Regions from separate parts of the Anas platyrhynchos genome. Here region 2 is linked to region 1. The links are chromatin contacts, called in public Hi-C maps. All regions are on one chromosome and are shown on one strand. Each heading gives the region's core, a stretch centred on a gene start, on an enhancer-like site or on the middle of the called end of the contact. The rest is flanking DNA. Distances are from core to core; before and after follow the strand shown. Region 1 holds the start of LOC101797763 (methylenetetrahydrofolate dehydrogenase (NADP+ dependent) 2 like). Region 2 holds the start of ANKRD17 (ankyrin repeat domain 17).

Region 1 (4,645 bases), core at 897-3,396:
ATCTTATACAAATATACAGCTTCCAGTAGCTGGGAAGACAAAAAAAGAGAAGAAAAAGCAGAGCAGCGAACAAAGGTATAATATTCCCCCAGGATATAAAAAGAAATTATATAAAAAGAAATTATTCACTTTTTTTTTTTTTTTTTTTGTTAAGCTACATTTCCTGATAAGGGTTTTTACAAGATGAGAGAACGGTGATATGGCTTCATACCAAAAGAAAAATAATCAACTTCCCATTTAGACACAAATAACTATTAAGAGATATTTTTAGGTTGATGGGATTGTTAATACCCAAAGCAGTATTTTAAGGTTATAGCCTGTTATCATTTGCACATAAAAACACACAAAGTATAACATACTCTGAAACAACCTGTTAAGAGTACCCACCTTTTCACAGCTGCCGATGCCTAACTTTGCTTTAACTGTTAAGCAAAAAAAATGGCATATTTTCAGCTTTGTCTTTTGTACCAATTTCACCAGCTCAGTGTGGATAACATGCTACTATTTTTTATTATTGTAGTATTTATATAAGGTTTTCTATGTAATGTATTCAGTGCACCTTTAGCAATAGCAATGTGGTCACTTTTTGTAGGCTTTGCTCTGGGAGCTGTTAGATTGAACTGTTCTTATAGCAGACACGGATTTTCAGATTATCCTTTTCCAGGAGTCATAGGAAAAGCCAGTGGTGTGAACCACTGATAAAAATAGCTTCTTCTTCTTCTTCTTTTTTTTTTTTTTTTTGGTAATTATTAATAGATATAGCCTCAAGGTCAAAGCTGAGATGGCCAATATGATGCAAAAGTTAATTTAATTAAAAATAATAAAAAGAAAAAAAAAGTGTGATATTTTAGTTTTAAACTTAAATAGGATCTAAGGCCTAACGAGGCAACTATGGACAAAAAAAAAGGTTTCATCTCGAATACCTGGCTTCATATATCTTTAGGGGTTGATATGAATTGCAGGAGTTCAACTGAAATAAAATATGAGTTTGCAAAAGATAGTAGATAATTTTGTTTTTCTGTTGTTGTTGGGTTTATCATCACTGAATATAAGAATATACTCGCCTGTATTTGCCAAACATTCTGTAACTCATGTACTTTTGATCTAAAACAGTTTTTCAGTCACAACTGGAATAGCAAATTTTACCAAAAATACTTATCATAAAACTACTTTTCTAGTGTACTAAGGAGTGAGAGAAATATTTGTTGGATATTTTGTCTGTGGAAAACTTTAACAGCAGCAATTCCAAATTTTATAATCAAGTATACACTTTACACACACACACACACACACACACGCACACACACACACACAAAAAAAAAAAAAAAAAAAAAAAAGAGTAGACAACCTTCTTCTTCCTTGACAAAAGGAAACTTTTGTCAGAATTCTCGTCTCTGTAATACCAATTTTTATTACTAATGTGATTTTTTTTTCTTCAGTTCTCTGTCATGTTCTCTGTTATCCTCTTTAACTTTTCTTTCTTTTAATATATTACCTCCTCTTTTTATATATATATATATATATCTTTCAAGTAACCTACTTCATTTTCAGGATTACCTGAAAGGAAGTAAAAAGAAATACATTTTTTCCTTTCCAGCAGCATATAAGTGTCAGTATTTTGCTTTAGAATCTAATCTAATTATGTCTTAAAGATTTGGTATCTGTTTAGGACCATAAATTTTCATGAGAATTCCTATATCCTCACATGTTAAGTTCTCTCCAAACAGGGGAGTGACAAAGCTTTACAATTAATGTAGTACATACATGCTAGATGGTGTTGCTACTGTATATAAAATAAGAGATGGCAAGCTAAAAGGGAAGATTTAAATAATATACACAAGACTGGAAGAGATATGAGAGATATCTAGGATGATACCTAGTATGTACATATCCCAGTATGTACAAATTCTGTGTAAGCACCTAAGCCATGGCCCTTATGTGAACATCTAAATGATCAAAAAATTTGCCAGTGCTATAGCAGAAACTGCCATAGTAATCTGTTGTATCATTTACACAGCGTTCCCCAGTTTCATAAAGGAATTTGCCAGCTCTCAGGTAGGCTCAGTATTGCAGGTAAGATTGCTGTTACTATTTTGGCATGCTTTGTATTTCAGATCTTGTTTAGTTTTCTTCTTCTCTTCTAGATGTAGAGAAAAGTCTACAATAAAATATGACTGAAGGCACTAATATATGAATCACAAGGAAGTCCAAGAAACTTCCACTGGGAAAACAAGAGGATGTACCTGAGAATTATGTGGGGCATCATACTGCAGCTGCCTGAAGAGACTATAATGAGGTTAGTGTCAGCCATTTTTCGCAGGTGACAGGTGATAGCATGCAAGAAAGCAGTCTCAAATTGTGCCAGGGGAGGTTTAGATCGGATATTAGGAAGAATTTCTTCACAGACAAGCTGACTGGGCCTTGGAAGGGGCAGCTGAGGGAAGCGGTGGCATCGCCATCCCCAGAGATACTCAAGAAATGTGTGCATGTGGTGCTTAGGGACATGGTTTTATGATTCTATGGCTTAGTGGTGGCCTTGGCAGTGTTAGCTGGATGGGTGGAATCGATGACCTTAAGCTTTTTTTCCACACTAAACACTTCTGGGATCCTGTGCTTGCCTGAGCCCGCCGGGCTCGCCACGCCGCCTTTTGGCGGGAACAGCAGCTCACAGGATCCAGGCAGGGCAAAACCCAAAGGCGCTGCCCGCCCTTCGCTCCTTCTCTTGAGGCGTTTTCTACCTCAAACCCCTCCTTTTTTTAATTTTCCCGGGCTGCCGCCTCGCCTCGCCCCTCAGCCTCGCTGCCCCACTCCGAGCCATCGGCTCCTCCTCCGAGCCCGCCCCCGGCCCCGCTACTTGCCCCGTGCTCCTCCCTCCACCGCCGGGCTGCGGCTGCGCTTCGTGGGCGGCGGGAGGCAAATGGCGGCCGCCGCCTTCTCCTCCTCCTTCACCGTCTCGCTGCGCCCCTGCTTGGCTCCCCTGAGGAGATGGCGAGCCCTGTCCTGCCCGGCGCCCCGCAGCGCCAGCGGCTCCCCCCGCAGCGCCGCCAGGTACGGGGCGCCTTCGCCTTCCACGCCCCCGCCGCGGGGTGGGGGCTCCACAAAATGGCCCCCCCTCAGGTGTGGGGCGGTGACACAAAATGGCCCCCCCCCGGCTGCTCCCCGGGGGTCCGCGCGGTGACCTGGGCGGGAGAGCCCTGGCGGCTCGGCTTTCCTTCCCCCTGCTGGCAGAAATCGGCCTTTTCAGGATTATTTTGCTCCCGGGACCTGCAGTTGTGTCTTGATTGTTTTACGCAGAATTAGCTTGTACTGATTTTTTGGCGTCTGTCAGGTCGTATAACGATATTTTAATGGATACCGGAGAATTTCTCTCTGAAGAGAGAAAATGCGGTGGTGGGGGTCCATCTTTTTGCATCTCTGCCCTCAGAAGGGCAGGCAGCTGCTCTCTTCTGGATGAGTATGAAGTAAAAAATGGGGGAAAAAAACTAAAAGCGGTGTCTGTGTATCTCACATAGCACTGCAGTGTTTGCTGAAAGCTTTGTAGCCTCTTTTTAAACATGAAAAGCTTGGTAAGCAAAACCGTGATAACCGCATTAAGCATCTTCACCTTCTAGGCGTTGTGTATGTTTTGTTGGTGCATGTGATTCTGCAGTTTTTCTGCACAAATGTCTGTGTTTCTGGACAAACGTATGCCCACTTCTGTTCCTTGTTGGCAGTAACTGTTTTTTTAAATTTCAGGTAAAAGCAGGTGCTCCTATGATAATGCTTTTACTGAGGTTTTCATTGGAAATTATGGTGTATATATAGAGTTGAGAAGATCCTGTTGTGAAGCCTCATATGATTTTGGACTGGTGTGTATGTGGATCTAAAAGAGTAGCTGGCATCTTGGTGTAACGTTTTGCAAGTCACAAGAAAGACTCAGTACGTGAATTGTTGTAATTTCAGACAGGCTTCAGACCAAGAGCATCCACGAGCAGGTGTCATGGTAGCGGGGCAGGGAGCACAAACGTGCTTGCTCACTGACATCCCACCCTGTCAAGTTTTCCGTGTGGATATATTTAAAAAAATAATTCAGTTGTTTTGAGTGCTTTGGCTAATTTGTTGCAGTGTGTAACCTTTCTGTATACCTGATGCCTTTCTTGGTGTGATTCTCAAGTAATATTTCCATCGAAGGAGTTAACCTAGATTCTCAATCTGCTTAAGCATCAACATGCTACAGTATTTGCTATTTCTCAATTTGACAGCCGTGAGCATTTTTCCTTGAGCAGATGTATATACTGTCTTATTAATGTGGAGATAGGTGTGGTGTTTTTGTTTTAATCTCTTTTTCTCCCTATTTTTAAGACTAGCAGAGGAAATAATTTTTTTTTTTTCAGAACTCACCACTGCATTTTTTCCATATGTTGTTAGGGTAATACTTAAAAATCCTTAATGTTCTAACACCCATGCGTTCACAAGGTTTAGACACGAGTCCCTCAGTAAATCTGGTGTTTGTTGGCTTTATTTGGCCCATATGGTGAGTTGTCACCAAATATTTTCCTTGTTTGGCTATGCTAATAGACAAATGTGCATCTCATTAGTATTAATTGCAAGTTATTTTTGTGTGGCTTCTTATAGTTGAGACAATGCAAAATTGTTTTTTAGATCA
Region 2 (4,473 bases), core at 598-3,097, 200 kb before region 1:
CAATGCATTGCCTGTAGCATTAGATAGCCTTCATCCATTTGCCACGTAAAACTCAATGGACTCTGCTCAAGAGTATTTCAAATATCTGTAGGACTACTAGATGGCACAGCAAAGCACATCAAGTACATGAACATTGCTGCCTAGCTCTTAAGTTTTAGGATTTGAAAACCTGTACCTACAGGATGCTCACTTCGCTAAAAATAGACACTGAAAAACAAGAAGCCAGACATAATTACTTGTTAACTGAGACAGGCGCTTTCTGTGCGCAATTTATCTCACAACAACTAGATACGAAGTTCCTTGTATCTACTTCTGTAGGGAAAAAAAATGCAGAGTGCTTCTTTACCCTGGAAAAACCAACCACAGTAACAGCCAAGCCCTTCCTGAACTGTATGAGATTCTTCCTCCTTGCTCATTTTTCATTTCTAACCCAAAAGTAGAACATGCCACTTAACATCAGAAGTACTTGGAAATAAAGTTCAAGGAAAAGCTTAAAAACTTGGAGTGGACTGCTCTGCAGATGCTGTTCAGCAAAAGCAGAAGTGACTGTTCTGTGGAACGTTACGGAATTAAAGCTACCCAGCAAACCAACTCGGCATGGCTATTTATGCAAATAGGAAAGGTGCTTCAAATCTTGATTTGCCTTTTCCAGTGATACCAACCTGAAAGAAAACAACATGAAGTGACACCAAGTTGACCATGCTTTCTCGTGCTTCTTTCAGCATTGTATTTGTCCCTTCTGACCCAAACCGTTCTTTGATTCTGTGGCATATAAATGATGGCTGCTGACAGCTTCAGAGAGTTGTTTGGACATGAACAGAACACCCCGAGATCTCGGGAAGCCTTTGCTCTAGCTGCAAATCCACCTGCTCTTATTGAAAACGACCTGTTTACCTGATGCGGAGCGGGGACTGCTTCCTAGCCACACACCCTAACTCAGGCTCATCCCCCGCTCCGGGCTGCGATCCGGATTGCCCCTTAGCACGTGTAGACACAAGCCACCCCTTCACACGTGCCCAGAGAGCCACACGAGGGCGGGGGCCGCCCCCTGAGCCCCGGGACCACCTCCTGAGCCCCGGGGCACTCGGGGGAAAAGGGTCGGGAAGCCAGGGGCGGCCCCAGCTCCCCGCCGTGCCCCGGTGCCGGCCGCCCCGCCCCGCCACGAGGCGGCCCGGTGCTGCCCCCTTCCTCCCCGAGGAGAGGGAGGAATTATGAAATTATGAAACCCAGGCAGCGAGGCCAACCCCCACACCTAGCCCGCTGGGGCCCTACCTCGGAGACCTCCTCTTCTTCCTCCTCCTCTTCCTCCTCCTCCTCGTCCTCCTCCTCCTCGCTGCCGTTGTTGCTGCTCTCGCTGCCGCCGCCGCCGCTCTCGCTGCTGCTGGCCGCCCGGCCGGGCCTCCCGCTGCGCTTCGCCTTCCCCTTCTTCTTCAGCAGCAGGTCGCACACCCGCACCAGCCCCCGCGGCCCCGCCGCCCCGCCGGGGCACGACGAACCGGCTCCGCTTCCTCCGCTCCCCCCCTCCGGTGGCCCCGGCCCCGCCGTGGCGCTCCCGGCCTCGCCGTCGCCTCCCTCCGCCGCCTTCTCCATGGCCGCTCCGCCCCGCTGAGGGACGAGGAAGAGGAGGAGGAGGAGGAAGAAGCGGGGGGGGGGCAGCACTCGGAGCCGCCGCCGCCGCCGCTCCTCGGTCACCTCTAGCGCCGGCGCCGCGGCAGCTCTCGCGATACTTCTGCCCCGCCGCGGGAGCGCCGCCGGAGCGGCAACGGCCGCCGCGCGCGCTAGCAACGGCCGCCGGCGCGCGCCCGCTGCTCCTCGCTCCCGTTCCGCGCTCCCGCTCCTCCCTCTCCCTCTCTCCCCCCGCCCGCCCCTCAGCGCCTTCCTCTTCCTCCTCCTCAGCGCCCTCCCGGCGGGGCCCCCCCTCCTCTGCGTGCCTCGGTCACCGCCCCGGCGCCGGAAGAGCGCGGGACGTCATCACCCGCCGCGGCGGCGCCGTTGCGGCCGTTCCTCCTCACAGCCCCCCCACCACCACCCAGCTCCGCCCCTCCCGGGGTCTGTCAGAGCGGGCGCGAGCTCCAACCGCCACCCCTGGGCTCGTCCCCGTCCCCCCAAACTCACAGCACTGTGCCAAAACACACGTCTTTTTTGACTCTAAGTCAAAACTACGTCAAACTCTGTGGAATGGTGTCTGTTAGCTGATTTTTCTGAGGCAATCCCCTCAGTTCTGTGGTAAAAAACGTTGTTAGGGCGTCGTTGCCAACAAATAGCAGCGCATACTCCAGTTCCGTCCTTTAATTCTGTCACCACACGCTGCAGCCCTGTCCTTTAACTCTGTCACCATATCCCGTTTCCTTCCTAAGGCCCCCCCACCCCGGAATTGGACTTGGGACATCCATACTCAAATGCTTTGGTTTGGTTTTCTGTGGAAAAATATCATCACTTCCACTTGAGCACAGTGCAGGTTCATTCTTTTCTTAGCAAAAGTCTTCTGGCACTGAAATACAGGCCATTGATGCAAGCTCACCAAAAGAACGGGAACTTTTTTCTTCAAGATGATGGAAATCACCAAGGAAAATATTTTTTTTCACCTCAGAAACACCTGAGTGTACAGGTTGATAATGGCCATGATGCACAGGTATGCTAGTGATGTTTTGGATTTAATGTTTCAAGCTAATAGGGTCTATTCCATTCACATTTTACAGGAATGCAAAGAAGTTACACTTGATTTCATAGTTGTCATCTTATTTGGATAAGATTAAAAAGAACTGTCTGAGTCTGCAGCACCTCTAAAATGAACATTTGCTTTTTAAAAAAACTTCTCAAACTAATTTTTATCATGAAAGCAAGTCCACAGAGTTTCCCTCTAGGTCACAGCCCACCAAAACCTAGTCCCTTAAGAAAAGGACTGCAGCAGTGGTAACAGCACCACTATTAAGTTATGGTATAATTTGCGAGTCACCTGGCTCTGGCTGTAGCTCTTCACCTCATCCTCAGGTAGAAGACCTAAAGTGAAAGTACCTTTATACATACCTCTGCAGATGACAGTTTGATGCGATCTAGGAGGAATAAACTGGATGTTCTAGCCACCTCACTACTACTTCCTGGTCACTTGCGAAAAATTGACTGACTCTACAATCAGTAAGATTCCCTCTCAAACTGGTGTGATTACACAAAAATCACAAAAGCAAAACAGCGCAAGATCTATCAGAATTATGGTTTTGTCTTCTTGTGTCAAACACATGGATTTTTAGTGCTGCATAGTGAAATACAAGCACAAGTCAAGCGTTAAGTTATGTTGTTATCACAACAAACAAAAAAAAATAATGAAGAGAATAAGGTAAATTCAGCCCTTCCACCTGAGGTTAATGGTTTACATGTGAAAAAGGCATCACCTTTACTTCTTTAACAGAAAATTTAAGACAAAACACATCTTAAATATCTTTGACAGTCTCAGCAGCTTGGCAGAGGAGAGACTGTCCAAATGCACCAAATTCACCTGTTTGGATTCAGGAAGGGCAGTTGCAGGGCTGGATTTTACCCTTTGAGCTGTTAGCAAGGAGTTGCCTCCCTGTGTCTCTTCAGGGCAGCATAAGGTCAGAAAATGGCAACAAGGGATTGGTGTTGCAGTAATGCTCTGTTCGACTTTGTTCCAAACCTGCTTTTTCATAATGATCTTCAACATTTACATATTAATTCACATATCCATTAAGTTGGTAGGCTTGGAAAGGGTCTTTTCAGCCATCAAATCTGGGTTTCTTGCTAATAAAAGCAACCATATAATTTTATCAGTCTCTGTTGCATTATCCAGTCCTGGATCAGGGTGAGTAATTACAAAGCACCACCATTCCAGGCAGAAACAGGATGGCCTATCTGAGGCTATTTGTTCAGTTTATTTTATGGTGGTGACCTCTGTTCTGATCAAACAGTTGCTCCTTCTAATCGTGCAGTATACAACAAGTCATTTTCCGATGGTTTTATAACACAGTTTATACCTGCTCTCCCCACCGCCTCTACTAGTTTGAACTTTTTGTGTGTGCAGCAGCAGTAAAAGCGCTTGTGGCCTTTGGAGAAGGTTGGTGTTAGATTCGTCATGCTTATAACGTGTTTTTTTGTCATGGGCAAGAGCTGCTTGTGGAAGTCAGGTACGAATTGTGATGGTTTAAACAAGAGCACATTTGGGGAAGGCATGAAACTTCCTCCAGTTGCATAATAGTGCTTTATATTCTAAAACCCCTGAGAAAAACATGCTTATGATAAATAAGTAAATAATTAAGATAATGTCTTTTGTATCCCACTATCAATGTGAGCACATAACCCAAAGCTGTATTTGCCATTCACAGAGCTTTGAGGTGGTGGATTGCATAACTATAGAAAGTCAGTAATGGGATCTAATCAGGAAAGTAACACCTAACAAAAACATTTCCTTTTGTGAGCCTGAGATTGATTAGCTTTAGATATTTCTTTTTGTTACTAGCA

The links. Hi-C and Micro-C count contacts between places; a contact is called where the count stands out from the background.
Region 2: a Hi-C map of liver shows a contact between it and region 1, with 4 times the contacts expected there. The contact joins the promoter of ANKRD17 here to the promoter of LOC101797763 in region 1. A contact is called at or near these places in 4 of 8 Hi-C or Micro-C datasets (F1 follicle, liver, small yellow follicle and 1 more).

What each region holds. Positions count from the first base shown.
Region 1 is chr4:49,986,768-49,991,412 of IASCAAS_PekinDuck_T2T, reverse strand. LOC101797763 (methylenetetrahydrofolate dehydrogenase (NADP+ dependent) 2 like) reads left to right here and starts at 2,146. Exons shown (of 10, transcript XM_072037573.1): 1 at 2,146-2,296. The coding sequence starts at 2,238.
Region 2 is chr4:50,189,314-50,193,786 of IASCAAS_PekinDuck_T2T, reverse strand. It overlaps ANKRD17 (ankyrin repeat domain 17), which reads right to left and starts at 1,847. Exons shown (of 33, transcript XM_038178083.2): 1 at 1,273-1,847. The coding sequence starts at 1,590. It overlaps LOC140002480 (a long non-coding RNA gene), which reads right to left. Exons shown (of 3, transcript XR_011809183.1): 3 at 3,003-4,473. LOC140002481 (a long non-coding RNA gene) reads left to right here and starts at 2,071. Exons shown (of 3, transcript XR_011809184.1): 1 at 2,071-2,632.